Regions from separate parts of the Mus musculus genome. Here regions 1 and 3 are each linked to region 2. The links are chromatin contacts, called in public HiCAR-type and Micro-C maps. All regions are on one chromosome and are shown on one strand. The core of a region is the stretch at or near the end of the contact, and the rest is flanking DNA. Distances in the headings are between cores, read along the strand shown. Region 1 overlaps Gm31127 (a long non-coding RNA gene). Region 2 holds the start of Lfng (LFNG O-fucosylpeptide 3-beta-N-acetylglucosaminyltransferase). Region 3 holds the start of Uncx (UNC homeobox).

Region 1 (4,139 bases), core at 1,256-3,755, 1.8 Mb after region 2:
AGCCTCCAATTACACTCAGAAATAGTGTTTTACCAGCTAGCTAGGCTGTCTGTGGAGTTGGCACACAAATGGACCAACCTAGGTGTGTGAACAGTCTGTGCTAGCAAGTGCTGGGTCAAACAGCAGGTGAATCCCCTGCCACACCCTTCCAAAAGTCCCCTACTGACATCTGCTCTTCTAGTTTTCTCCAGTGAACACAGACTGATTCTCACTGAGAGAAGTAAGATGTTTTCAAGTGAAATTTCACAGAAACCAGAATGGTTCTCAAACGCTGTTCCTCCCCACGTAAGCGTTTACCCCATCCTCGACATCCCAGCGGTTGCTTGTAACAACCATCTTTTTTTTTTTTTTTTTCAAGACAGGGTTTCTCTGTATAGCCCTGGCTGTCCTGGAACTCACTCTGTAGACCAGGCTGGCCTTGAACTCAGAAATCTGCCTGTCTCTGCTTCCCGAGTGCTGGGATTAAAGGCGTGCGCCACCACGCCCAACAACCATCTTTAATAAGGCCCTTTCTTCACTAGTACCCTTCCTTAAGGCCTCATCTCAGAGCAGGCTGGCAACATCACATGACTTCAGGCCTTCTGAATGACTGCACAAGACGTGGGTGTGACTGCCCACTTCCCTAAACATCAGTGTAGCAGAAAGAGAAATGTACCAGCCTCAGAGTTTTTTCAGAGTCTCCTTAATTTATGCCTGTACACCCATCGGAAGATAGCTCTCCTTCCACTGCCCCTACACAGCTGCTATTCCTAGAGTTCTGTACATTGCTCTGTGACAGAAGGATCCCTAAAGTGCTCACTACACAGGCATGAGGACCTGAGTTTGATCCCCTGTCACCAGAACCCACATTTAAAAAAAAAAAAAAAAAGCTGAGCACAGTGGCCCACGCTTGTAATTTTACCATTGGGTGGATGGAGATAGGTGAATCCACAGGGCTCGCTGGCCAGCCATTCTAGCCTAAGCAAGTGACAGGTTCCACACATTATACATATCAGTTATATGTAGCATATATAATATATGAATCTATTATGAACATATGAATAATACATAAATACATAAGAATATATTCATGTGAATATATGAATATATAATGTTAATGGGTTGTATATAATTATATATAATGTATAGAATATATATTTGTTATATATCATTATATATCACTATATACATATATATATACAAACACATTTTATATGTGTGTGTGTGTGTGTGTGCGCTACTTTTGCCCTGAAAGAGTCGCCTAGGATTGTAAAGGCTTGTTCTGGCTCACAGCAGGACATCATAGCCCCCCATAGTGGGGAGGGCAGGGCAGCAGGAGTATGAGGCAGCTGCACACATGGCATCCACAGTCAGGAAGAGAGATGAATGCTGGGCCTCAGCTCTGCTTCCTGACCACCATGAGGCCAAGACATTCCCCTACCACATGCTCATACCATGACATTCTGTTAAGTGCCTGTGACCAAGCAACCACAGACAGGGCCCTTCAGACTGTGAATCCAAATCATCTTTCCTCCCTGAGGCTGGTCCTTAGGTCTTTTGCTCATCCCTGGGGCTCACTGGCCAATCAGCCTCTCCAGAGCAAGTGCCAGGACTCAGTGAGAGAAGCCCAGGACCCCACATTCCATCCTCAGCATTGCCAGATAACAACAGCAGAGAAACAAACAACAGCAGTTACAACAACAACAACAAATCCCTAGAAGACCCAATAGAAAATCAGGTTAAATTCTGCAATTTATAAACACTTTGTAAAACAGACATGCAAATAGCCTACAGTTGCAAAGCTATTCTAAACCAACGGGAACCGTAAGCATCCTAGAGAAACAGAGTGGGATGTATTTATAGCGCCCAGGAAGGGAAAGCAGGGGACCTTTGATGGACTTCGGGCAGGTGCAGATTGACTAAGTGACCTTGAGGATTAGATTGTCTAAAAACTGAACTCTGCACATTGTACGACCCAGAGAGACCCCCTTATAGACACTGGACTCAGAACAGGGGGCTGGCACAAAGCCAAGCCTGGCCACCTGAGTTTGATCCCTGAGACCTACATGAAGGAAGGAAAAACCAATTTTTTTTTTTTTTCTGAGACAGTGTTTCTCTGTGTAGCTCTGGCTGTCCTGGAACTCACTTTGTAGATCAGGCTGGCCTCAAACTCAGAAATCTGCCTGCCTCTGCCTCCCAAGTGCTGGGATTAAAGGCGTGCGCCACCACGCCCGGCCAAAAAACCAATTGTTGCAAGTTGTCCCTCTGACCCCCACATGCACACATATGTATATATGCACACAAGCACACATACATCCGAGTGTAGAACAGACGAAATCAAGCATCACTTGAGTTGTGAGGCAAGAACACTAAGGGAAAATCCACAAACACTAGCAAGGTGATTTGTCCAGTGCTGAGAGAGAGAATCATGCCAGTTGGTAGGGTATTGCCTCTCAGCTGTTCTGTGGTGGCATTCGTGCTCCCCTTAGGGTTGAGCTTCCACTCCTTATGTTTGTTCAGCCATTCAACTCTTTCTGATCTTTCCAGTGGGGAAGGCCTTTCTGTTTCCTGTTTCCGCCCTTTGATTCTCCTCCACCTGTTTCCTGTCCCTCCAAATTTGTGCTCCTCACAAAACTTTACCTTTGCCTCATCAGTTCCTTCCCATAGTAGCAACTAAAGCTTGCCTGCCATTTTTCTCTATGTTGGGGAAAACAATCCCATTGTTGCCCCTCACAGCTGTCAGCACAAGCCAACCCCCCTTTTCCTCCAAGAATTCTAGGTTCCTTAATTTCAATTTTCTTACCTCCTTTACTTTGTCCACTCCTGCTATCCATACCTAAAGAACACTGTCCGTTTCATCCAATTGCTATGTCCAATGTACAACCAAACATTTCCCCCTTGCAGAGCTGAGGATGTGGCTTGATTTATAGGACTGGTCCACTGCAAGAGCAGGAAGTACCCACCTCTCCATCTCTGCAGCCCCTGAGATGCTCTTCTGGCTGAGCCCCCTTACAACTCTGTATGAAATTAAAGTTCTGTTAACTAGGGGAAAGGGCAGCTTTCAGCCACCACTGACTGCTTCACGACATACCTAGAATTACTCAGTCACCGTCAGAGCTCTGGCCAGAGGGGAGAGGTTCTCTGAAAGTGGCCTTCCTTGGGACATGCTTCCTGTCTTTGTCATTTGAACAGTAATTGGTTTCTGGCAAGCCACGGAGGAGCATCAGCCTCTGCAGGGGAATGACATGTATCTGAGCGTCATATTTTCTGATGTGTTCGACTAAGCGGGACTACAGATGTGCTTGTGTGACTTTTTCTAGGGAGACACCATGACAGACCAAAGAATCAGTTTCACCAGAGTCTCATGGGGGAACCAATGAGTTCCTGGAGTTCCTCATAGGAGCATGGGAGACTTGAAGGAAAGGCAGCTGTATCACTGGAAAGTCTACCCCAGCGTGGGTGACTCAGAAGCTGCAGACCTGGAACCTCCTATGCAACTTGCAGGCAGCTCCACGGAAGAACCTTTTCTTCCCCCATAATTCTTTACTACTTACCTAGCCACAGGAAGGAGCCTTGTGAGTTCTGTAAGTTTCTTGAGCTTCCTGAGTTGTACAAGTTTCCTGTGAGTTTTCCAGACTTCTCCCCCTGCTTTTCTCTATTCCAATCAGAGGAAACAGTTACACAGTGTTGTTGGGGAAAGCTGGGTAGGGAGATTTCAGAGTGAATCTGTATGTTAACTACCTCTTGCTTTGACAACTACAGCTGGGCGAGTATGCTTGGTTAGTGGTTGCCTACGATGCACAGAATTCTGAGTTCGAGACCTACATTTTAAAGGGAGCTCAAGAGGCTTGGGAGGTGGCTCAGTAGGTAAAAGTACTTACTGCACAAGCATAAGGTCTTGTGTTCGAATCCCCAGCACCCACATAGAAAAGCCACATGGTGCCTGATACTCCTGCGCTACTAAGAATGGAGCGAACTTGCTGCTAACTGTCCTAGTTTGCTTTCTGTTGCTGTGACAAAACTGCATCACCAAAAACAAGTTGGAGAGGAAACCGTTTAGTTGGCTTACAGCTTACAGTGCATTATGGAGAGACATCTGGGTAAGAACTGGAGGCAGGAACGGAAGCAGGGATCATGGAGGAACACCGCTTAATGGCTTG
Region 2 (4,626 bases), core at 255-2,754:
CGCTCTTTTACACGGCAGCAGGGGCTGACCCGATATTCACTCTGTAACTCAGGCTGCCTTTAAATGTTCAGCAATCGTCCAAGCCTGCTACATGGGCTATCATGTCTGTCTTCATTTTGAAAAGAATTTTGTTGAAAGCAGGTGTGCGTATGTGTATGTGCGTGCGTGCGTGCGTGTGTATAAATGTGTGTTGCTCAGGCCAAGTTGCACGTGTGGAGGTCAGAGGGCAACATATTGTTGGTTCTTTCTGACCATGTGGGTCCTGGGAAATAAACTCAAATCTGCCTAGGTGACAGTTGCGTTTGCCCACTGAACCATCTGGCCAGCCCCTGCAGTAAGTCTTTACCTGATCCAGCCTGATGCCTTCTTTTAACCTCCAAGAGAGGGACGGACATTAAGAAGAGTGTAGTAGAGAAATAATTAGAAATGATACTCCGGTCTAAAATATAAACGCTAGGGAGTCGGCGACAGAAGGAACAGCAGTTTATCCGTGGTGGCAGGGTGGGCTCAGACTTCCTTTGAAGGGGGACGCGGAAACTGAAGCCAACCAGACCCAGGGGCAGCCAGGCGGAGAGCCGCCCCCAGCTGCGCTCCCGGAAGATGCAGCAGGCTCGGGCTCGGACCCTGCTCCCACTCCAGGGGACCCTTGGCCATTTCCGGACCCGTAGCCTCTCACCCTACCATTAGGCGCACATTCCTGCCGCCCCCGCTCGTGCTAGGCGCAGGCAAGGCCCCCGCCCGTGGGAAGGGGGCCGTGTGCCGGGGAGGCGGGTCTGGGATGGCGCACAGCTGGGTCACATCTGGTAGGAGTGCGGAGGAACCAAATGGAACAGAAGGTAGCCTTTCATCCTTCGAGGAAAGAGGCTGCTTGAGTGTCTCCTCGCTACGGGGTGCCTGAGGTTTTTGGGGACCAACCCTCCCCATTTAGGAACATGATGCCAAGACAGGCCTGCCTGGGGGAGGAGGGAAGGATGGACCGACGGAGGGACGTAGAATTTTGTCACTGATACCCTTTTGCCTGAACTTCAGGTCCACTCCTAAGACATAAGTATCAGTAAGGGCAGCTCAAAATTAATCGCTCAGGACACACTGCAGGCTACCACTTTGGCTCAGTCAGCACCGTTCCCCAGGGAAGGAAACCCGCTCGGGGACAGGAAATGCACAGCGAGAAGCCAAGGATGTCGCCCGCGGAGGAGCACTGGCCCTATCACCCAGGTCCCAGCTTCGGGGGCGCGTCCTCCACGTGCAGCCGTGGCGGGCGTTGGTCAGGCTGGGTGTCTCCCAGAGCAGCTCCGGAGGGTGACTCGGCGCAGGCGGGACAGGCTCGTGCACAAAGGGGGCGGGTGCCGTGGGTACCCCAGCTGGGTGGTTCCCAGCCCCTTGTCCGTATCCCACGTGGGAAGGAGAGATCTCCCTAAAGGTTACGCCCCAAGGCTAGCAGCCAATTAGCGCGTGGAGGCGTGGCGGGCAGGGGAGGTTTAAGAGTTCCTGAAGCGAGAGGCGCGCAGCTGGACCGGGAGCCTCGGGCAGCCGGACCAGTTGGCACTGGGATAGATATTACGTGCGGCCGCCGGCCACCATGCTCCAGCGGTGCGGCCGGCGCCTGCTGCTGGCGCTGGTGGGCGCGCTGTTGGCTTGTCTCCTGGTGCTCACGGCCGACCCGCCACCGACTCCGATGCCCGCTGAGCGCGGACGGCGCGCGCTGCGTAGCCTGGCGGGCTCCTCTGGAGGAGCTCCGGCTTCAGGGTCCAGGGCGGCTGTGGATCCCGGAGTCCTCACCCGCGAGGTGCATAGCCTCTCCGAGTACTTCAGTCTACTCACCCGCGCGCGCAGAGACGCGGATCCACCGCCCGGGGTCGCTTCTCGCCAGGGCGACGGCCATCCGCGTCCCCCCGCCGAAGTTCTGTCCCCTCGCGACGTCTTCATCGCCGTCAAGACCACCAGAAAGTTTCACCGCGCGCGGCTCGATCTGCTGTTCGAGACCTGGATCTCGCGCCACAAGGAGATGGTGAGACCCAGCGCGGCCTGGGCAGGGGGATGAAGTGGGGATCACCCTCTGGTCCAACTGGTGACTGACGATAGCGGTTCCCGATGCGTTAATTGCTTTGGGTCTATCTGGGAAACGATGACACTGATAAATCCCATTACAGCCCCGTGTGGCTGCTGGGGTTCACTTTGCCTTACTACCCTGGAAGCTTCCTTCCGTGTTGCCCAGGGTCACCCCAGCCACATGCTCTGTGTCTGGATGAGTCGCCTCCAGCTTAGGGCTGGCTCTGTAACGCTTCTCCTAAACACTGGAGTGAATGGCCATATTTGTTCCTAAACTTTTTCGAGCAAATTGGCTCAGTTCCATCCTGGGTCCCCTTCACTCCCCTTCCTTCTTCCTGGGTGGAAGGTACGCCCCCTTGAAAGGGAGGGAGGAAAAGGCATAGCACACCCCTGGACCAGGCAAAGTGAAAGAAATGGGTGCTAGTTCTCCAGACTTGCTCAGAACCCTGACTTCAGTAGCTCAGCTCCCCCACCTCCTGTTAGACCAACTTCATACACATAATAAAAAGACACACCCCACTTTGAAAATCTCCCTGGAGGCTACAACAGGACCGTTGGGGCGGGAGAGCAGAGTGCACTGCGTGTGTGTGTGTGTGTGTGTGTGTGTGTGTGTGTGTGTGTGTGTGTGTGTGTAGGGGTGGGGGTAGATATTTGGTGTGAAGACTAAGACTCACTTTCCTTCCTGACCCAGCCCCAGTGAGACTTCGCTTTAGGACAGTGGAGGTTAAGAGGACAGGCTCCTATCTAGTCTTGGTCAAAGAGGGGCCCTGAGAACCCCACCGTAGCCTCCTGAGAATGAGGCGTCCCTTTCCCAGGGGCTCAGCAGGCCTTCGGGAGGGGGCAGCGGGGGGCCATGGGTTTTGTTTGGCTGTGGTGCCGTTAGGATTCCCAGCGCTAGGCTGCTCTCACGCCGGCCCCTTGGGCAAGGCAACAAAGCCCCTTTCTCCAGCCGAGAAAGGCGTCGGCCTCTTGTGTACAGCTATGCGCTCCATGGGAACCGTTGGCTGGCGTGCTGGCCACTCAGGTTGCCTGGTGATGAGGGGGCCTCTGTGTCCTCCCCCCAGCCCTGAATGACAGCCCTCGTGGGGCACGATCCCTGAGCCAGGGCATTCCCCCACCCCTTCATTCAGCCTTCCTGCTGTGTGATATTGGATAGCATCTATCCCACTCTGGGCCACTATCGGTTCTGAGAAACTCTTATTCAGGGATTTGGGACTCAGTTGGACTGTGTGGTCTGGTGAGAAGCCTAGGGTCTCTCTGATCCTCTCTTGCTCTCAGAAAAGGGAAATACTTTCTAGTGAGGTATTATAAAGTGGACTGTAGAACTTTGGAGGCTCTTGGTGATCCCAGCAGTCATTCTGAATAAGGGGGCCCCCTACCCAGAAAATGCTGCATTTACTGCCATGCTCACCTCCCGTGCACATGACAGGCAAAGCCCCCCTCTTGTGTGCTATGATCAGGGGCTCTTGGAACCTGTAGCAAAGGGCCTGCTCCCCTGTCTGTCCAGGGCGGCTGCAGTCTGATGGAAGGTGAGAGAGGCTCCATTAACCTGGATTGGGGATGAATGGAAGGAAGGCTTCCTGGAGGAGGAGGTTCCATCTGCATCAGAGTCCTAGGGTCCAGGAAGGGCAATCTTGGCACCAGGCATGACTGTGGGGCTGTACAAAAAAACCAAGCAGGCTCGGTGAGGTGGAGAGGCTGGTCAGGGGTACAGGCAGAGCGCCTGGCCTCTGGCCCGCTGCTCCTCCCCCACCACTAAGGAGCGCGCCAGGCTGCAGGCTGCCACCGCCACAGCCACAATGGCTGGGGCAGAACTTGGCATCCTGTGTTTCTTTGAATCTCGGTTCCAGGAACAATGCTGCTTCCTGTGTGTCTCTCCCCCACCCCCTTGCTTGCCCTCACCAGCTCTGCTGCCCCCCTCTGCCCTGTCCGTCCTCCTTAGGGGAAGTTGGTGGGATGGGGACAGACTGAGATCAGGGTCTCCCATTACTTCTTCCTGAGTGTGGCCACAGGCCAGTGTCCTCTCTGGTCTCTTAACTATATGCCAAGGAGAAAAGAAGATGGTACTCACTTCCCAGGGACACTTGGGAGAGGAGAGTCCATCCCTAGCACTTGGCTGTGCACAGGCAAGCTGTGTTGTGCCCATTTTACAGAGTTTCCGGTGGACTGAGTGATACCCACAGGTACCCCTGCCCCCCTCCTCTCCTGTGGAGATACACCAGGCAGAATACCCACACACCCCACACTCAGCCTCTCAAAGACTGTTCTCTGGGCCTCCCCCCCCCCCCCCCCCACTGAACAAAGGTGACTTTAATCTCCGTAGCCTTGGGCTGGGTTTTTAGGACACCATCGAAGCGCGGGAGAACAGGCCTCTCTCTTGATCTCATTAAGAAAGCATTTTCCTTTTAATCCAGCAGCAGCGTCTGCACAAGCCGGCCCTCTGTACCTCCCACGGCATTCCTGGGCTGAGATGCTAGGGTGCGGGGGGGGGGGGGTGTGCTGGATGCAAGCGAGTCTGTGCGTGTGGGCTGCCCCGGGTGTCTGCAGAGACCTGGAAGGAGGGGGTGCATACTTGCA
Region 3 (3,996 bases), core at 212-2,711, 1.1 Mb before region 2:
ATATGTCCCCTAATGATTTAGTTTTTGAGACTATCAATATTTTACAGTGGAGAAGGGAATGGCATCTCACTGCGAACATAATTTAATTATAATAGATGGGTTAGTGCCTCCAACCCATTCTTCAGAGCTGACTCAGAGGGAGATTTATTTATTTATTTATTTATTTATTTATTTATTTGAAGGGATGCGTGGGCCATTGGTCACTATCCTGAAGTTACCATTGTCCTTCCTCCTTCCATGCTCCCTCCTCCTCTGGGCTGGCATCCAGGACCCATATGTGTGGGAGTTAAGTGGGGTTAGGGTGCCCCAGCTGCCACCACCCTGTCTATATTGATGGGGTAACTGCCAATCAAGGAGGAGGGCGTCGGGTTAGACTCCTTATAGGTGGGGGCCGCATTTGGCTGGATCACTGTTTGGAGGTTCTTCTCTCCCCCCCTTCCCCTCCTCTCCTCTCCCTTTCTCCCCTCCCCCTTTCATTCTGGTCTCTCCGTCCATCTAGTCCCACTTCCCTCCCTTTCTTCTCTTTTTCTGCCTTGTTCCCCTCCTTCCTCCCCTTCTCTCCACTCTCCGTTTTCATTCTCCCTTCTCTTTATCCTCCCCGCTTTCTCTTCTCCTCTTCTCGCTTCTCTCTGTCCTTCCATCGCTTCTGGTTCCACTCCTCTCTCCTTCCTTTCTCCCCCATTACTTCTTCTCCTTCCTCCTCCATTCTCCTCCCTTTCTTCTTCTCCCCTCCCCTCCATCCTTTCCTCCTCTCCATCCACTTCCTCTCCTTCCTCCCTTTCTCTTTCTGCACTCCTCCTCCCCCAAACCTTTCCTTTCTCCCCCTCCCTCCTGGGCTTGTTCTTCCTCCTCTTTCTTCCCCTTGGTCTTCCAGTTCGTCGGGACACTTCTCTCCCCTTCCTCTCCTCCTCTCTTCCTCCCCCTCCTCCTCCCTCCGCCGCTCGCGGCAGCCCGCAGCCCGGGAGAGGCCGCTGGTAGAGAAGCCCTTGTAGTTTTAAATTCAATGTGACAGTTTCGGAAAGAGCGGATGATGAATCTCCCATTATTGGATCAGTCTATTTGCCGCTCAATGTCTCTCTGTAATTGGAGCAACATCACTTTAAAGGTTCAGAGAGTACAGCATTTCTGGTGAAAAATCCCCACAACACGCCGGCGAATGTTTTAAAGGGAAATCTATTAGAAGGAGGCGAGGGGCGGGAGCGGCGGGGAGCAGGAGTGGGGGGCTCGCCGGGGGCCCCCGGCCGGCCGAGCGCGGCGGTGCCCCTCCCTCCCCACCCCGTCTTGTTGTGACAGCTCCTGATACTGTTTATGGAGGTGCGTGTCAGGTATAATTAGCAATCGATATGGAAAACGTTTCCTTGCACCCAGCACGCCTCTGACGTCAGAGCCGATTAGCGCTTCTTATTGGTCCCAAATTCCCCGGGCCGCGGCTAATTATCGAGAGCTTGATGTTGATAAAGTAAAGCGGCGGAGCGCGGGCCGAAGCATGTGTAGGGCTCCGGGCCCCTGTCCCCGCCGCCGTCCGCGCCCCCGCGCCCCGCCAGCCCCGCGCGCGAGATGATGGACGGTCGCCTCCTGGAGCACCCGCATGCCCAGTTCGGGGGCTCGCTGGGCGGCGTGGTGGGCTTCCCCTACCCGCTGGGCCACCACCACGTGTACGAGCTGGCCGGTCACCAGCTGCAGTCGGCCGCCGCCGCCGCTGCCGCGGCCTCGGTGCCCTTCTCCATCGACGGCCTGCTCAGCGGCTCGTGCGCTGCAGCCGCCGCCTCGGTGGTCAACCCCACGCCGCTGCTGCCGGCTGCCTGCGGGGTGGCCGGCGAAAGCCAGCCCTTCAAGCTTGCAGGTAGGCTGGAGGCGGGGACACGGGGAAACACAACGGGGGGCCTCGGGGTGGGGTGCACCAGGCCGTCGGAGAATAGCGACCCACTCCTCCGTGCACCCCGCACCCGAGGTGGGTGCAAGCGGGACAAGCATCTGCCAGGTGGCTGAGCCTTGCAGCGTCCTGTGCATGCCCGCAGACTCGGGGGATCCAGACAAGGAGAGCCCCGGCTGCAAACGGAGACGCACCCGCACCAACTTTACCGGCTGGCAGCTGGAGGAGCTGGAGAAGGCGTTCAATGAGAGCCACTACCCGGACGTGTTTATGCGCGAGGCGCTGGCGCTGCGCCTGGACCTGGTCGAGTCCCGAGTTCAGGTAAAGATTGGTGTCGCCCAAGGAGTCCGAGATCCCGCACTAGGCGTGCAGAGCGCGGTGAGGCAGGGCCACCTTTGTTCTAAGTGGCGGGGAGGTGGTTTCAGGCTCCGCGCTGCTGGCCATGGTGGGGATTATGAGGGTTGAACCCCTTCTCCCATCTGGAGGTGAGTAACTTGAGAGTGCCGAGGTGATTGGGGAGAGATCCTGGTGGCGCCCCAGTAGCCACTGCAGTGACTGCGTTCGATTCGGGGAAGCCGGGTGTAGGTTGGCTGCGGCCGCGGCGCACAGTCTGGAAAGGCTGCCGAGGCTCGAAAAGCCCTCCAGGAGGGGACAAAGTGGGCCCTGGCCTGGGCGCTCTTGACAGAGGCTTTCTCCCATCCTCGAAGCTGACAGATCTGTTGCTTTATTTCTGGCTTGTGAAATATTAAGATAGAAACATGCATTTATCCATCGTCTTACAAACAGCCGCTGGGGGGGTGCATTTGTGGGAGAGTAGGTGGAAACTTTCGCGGTTAACACATTGGAAAAGAGGGGGCTTAAAAAAAAGGGCATCTGAATTTAAGATTCTTCTCCATTAAATTCCTCCCTCCCCAACCTCTTCGTTATTCGATTTCATGAGGAGTCAGGAAGCAGTATTCATTAAAAAAAAAAAAAAAGCAGCGTTAATTTGGCGTAATAAAATTCCAGAATTAATGTCTGCATAATAGATGCTTTCCTAGAATACAGAAACCTTGGGGTCTGTGTTATTAGTGGGTGCCTGGGGTGGAGGCAGACGCTGGCAAAATACCAGTTTAGCGCCATAGCTTTGCCTGAAATATTTGGGTCCTGGGCTTTGGCCTGCTCTCATCTGTTTAAAAATCCCTCTCTCCAAATTGTTCTGTGGCTTAAGTGAAGTCCGAATCTTTTTTATATCCCCTCTAATATGATAGAAATTTCTGATGAGGAAGTAATCTGGAAATTGCACCCCTCCAAAAAAAAAAAAAGTTTTGAAAAAGAAAAGAGAAAGCTTCCCAGGGTGTTGGCTTAGTCTCAGAGACTTTTGCACAAACCAGGCTCCCTTGGAGCAGGTCTGCTGTGCAATCCTGCTAACTTTATACGGGCCACAACAAAGCCTTTACATTGCTACATTCTGCAAGGCATGGTAGCCTTGCCCAGGTCCTTGGCCCAGGGAGCGGTGGTGGTCTTGGGAGCTGCTGTGATCTTTAAATTCTTCTTGGCTGTCCCAGACAAGACCTGCTGAGAGCAGGAAGGACTACAGAACATCCCTGCTCTCAAGGGGGGGGGGGGGGCTGGTGGTCAGCTTTGGGCCTGCTTGCCCACCTTGTGGCACCCCCCATCCCCCCAGGTCAGGCTAGGCTGGACTGCTTTGGAAAAGCTTTGTGGTCCCTGGTCCTAGGTCCTGCATAACGAATGATGTGCGTAGCTGTGCTGGGAGAGCTGGGCTAATGAAGGTCCATCCAAGTTCGGCTTCACAGGCCCTTCTTGAGGAAGAAGTAACCAGATTTCCCTTCAAGGGAGACCCTGCAATGTGGGCCTTGAGCATCTCTTGGCCCCCCCCCCCCCAACACAGGGGCTGCCGGTTCAGCACAGCCTTTCCTGATCACCAGGCCAGGCCCCTTAGAACTGAGAGACCACGGCGAGGGCAAACTGGGGCCTGCTTCTGCCCCCTACCCCCAACCAGGAACTCTGGACAGCGCTGGGTCACAGGCGACACGGGGCTTGCCTGAGGAAGGGGCAGCTCCCTGGGGCCGGAGGTGAGAATTGAGAGCGGGGAAACTGGCCAAGAGGCCCATCTATGCTCC

Evidence for each region. Hi-C and Micro-C count contacts between places; a contact is called where the count stands out from the background. HiCAR-type assays count read pairs that join an accessible place to other places.
Region 1: a contact with region 2 is called in a HiCAR-type map of astrocytes, with 6 times the contacts expected there. The contact joins the enhancer-like site here to the promoter of Lfng in region 2. A contact is called at or near these places in 7 of 39 promoter capture datasets (the 3T3-L1 cell line, the C10 cell line, cranial neural crest and 3 more), 1 of 484 Hi-C or Micro-C datasets (embryonic stem cells), 7 of 115 datasets of contacts at active chromatin or transcription factors (the 230-238 cell line, astrocytes, embryonic forebrain and 3 more) and 1 of 9 other capture datasets (embryonic stem cells).
Region 3: a contact with region 2 is called in a Micro-C map of embryonic stem cells, with 3 times the contacts expected there. The contact joins the promoter of Uncx here to the promoter of Lfng in region 2. A contact is called at or near these places in 4 of 39 promoter capture datasets (embryonic stem cells, hippocampal neurons, maxillary cranial neural crest and 1 more), 6 of 484 Hi-C or Micro-C datasets (all in embryonic stem cells) and 3 of 115 datasets of contacts at active chromatin or transcription factors (embryonic stem cells and pancreatic cancer cells).

What each region holds. Positions count from the first base shown.
Region 1 is chr5:142,375,671-142,379,809 of GRCm38.p6, forward strand. It overlaps Gm31127 (a long non-coding RNA gene), which reads right to left. Exons shown (of 4, transcript XR_377178.3): 4 at 4,020-4,139. Among named protein-coding and RNA genes, the nearest start is that of Gm31127, 10 kb to the right of the region's middle. Within about 2 kb of position 2,506, at least 12 of the 459 cell types and tissues checked have an H3K27ac peak or open chromatin away from gene starts, as enhancers often do.
Region 2 is chr5:140,605,837-140,610,462 of GRCm38.p6, forward strand. It overlaps Lfng (LFNG O-fucosylpeptide 3-beta-N-acetylglucosaminyltransferase), which reads left to right and starts at 1,505. Exons shown (of 8, transcript NM_008494.3): 1 at 1,505-2,008. The coding sequence starts at 1,580.
Region 3 is chr5:139,542,437-139,546,432 of GRCm38.p6, forward strand. Uncx (UNC homeobox) reads left to right here and starts at 1,462. Exons shown (of 3, transcript NM_013702.3): 1 at 1,462-1,843; 2 at 2,019-2,194. The coding sequence starts at 1,558.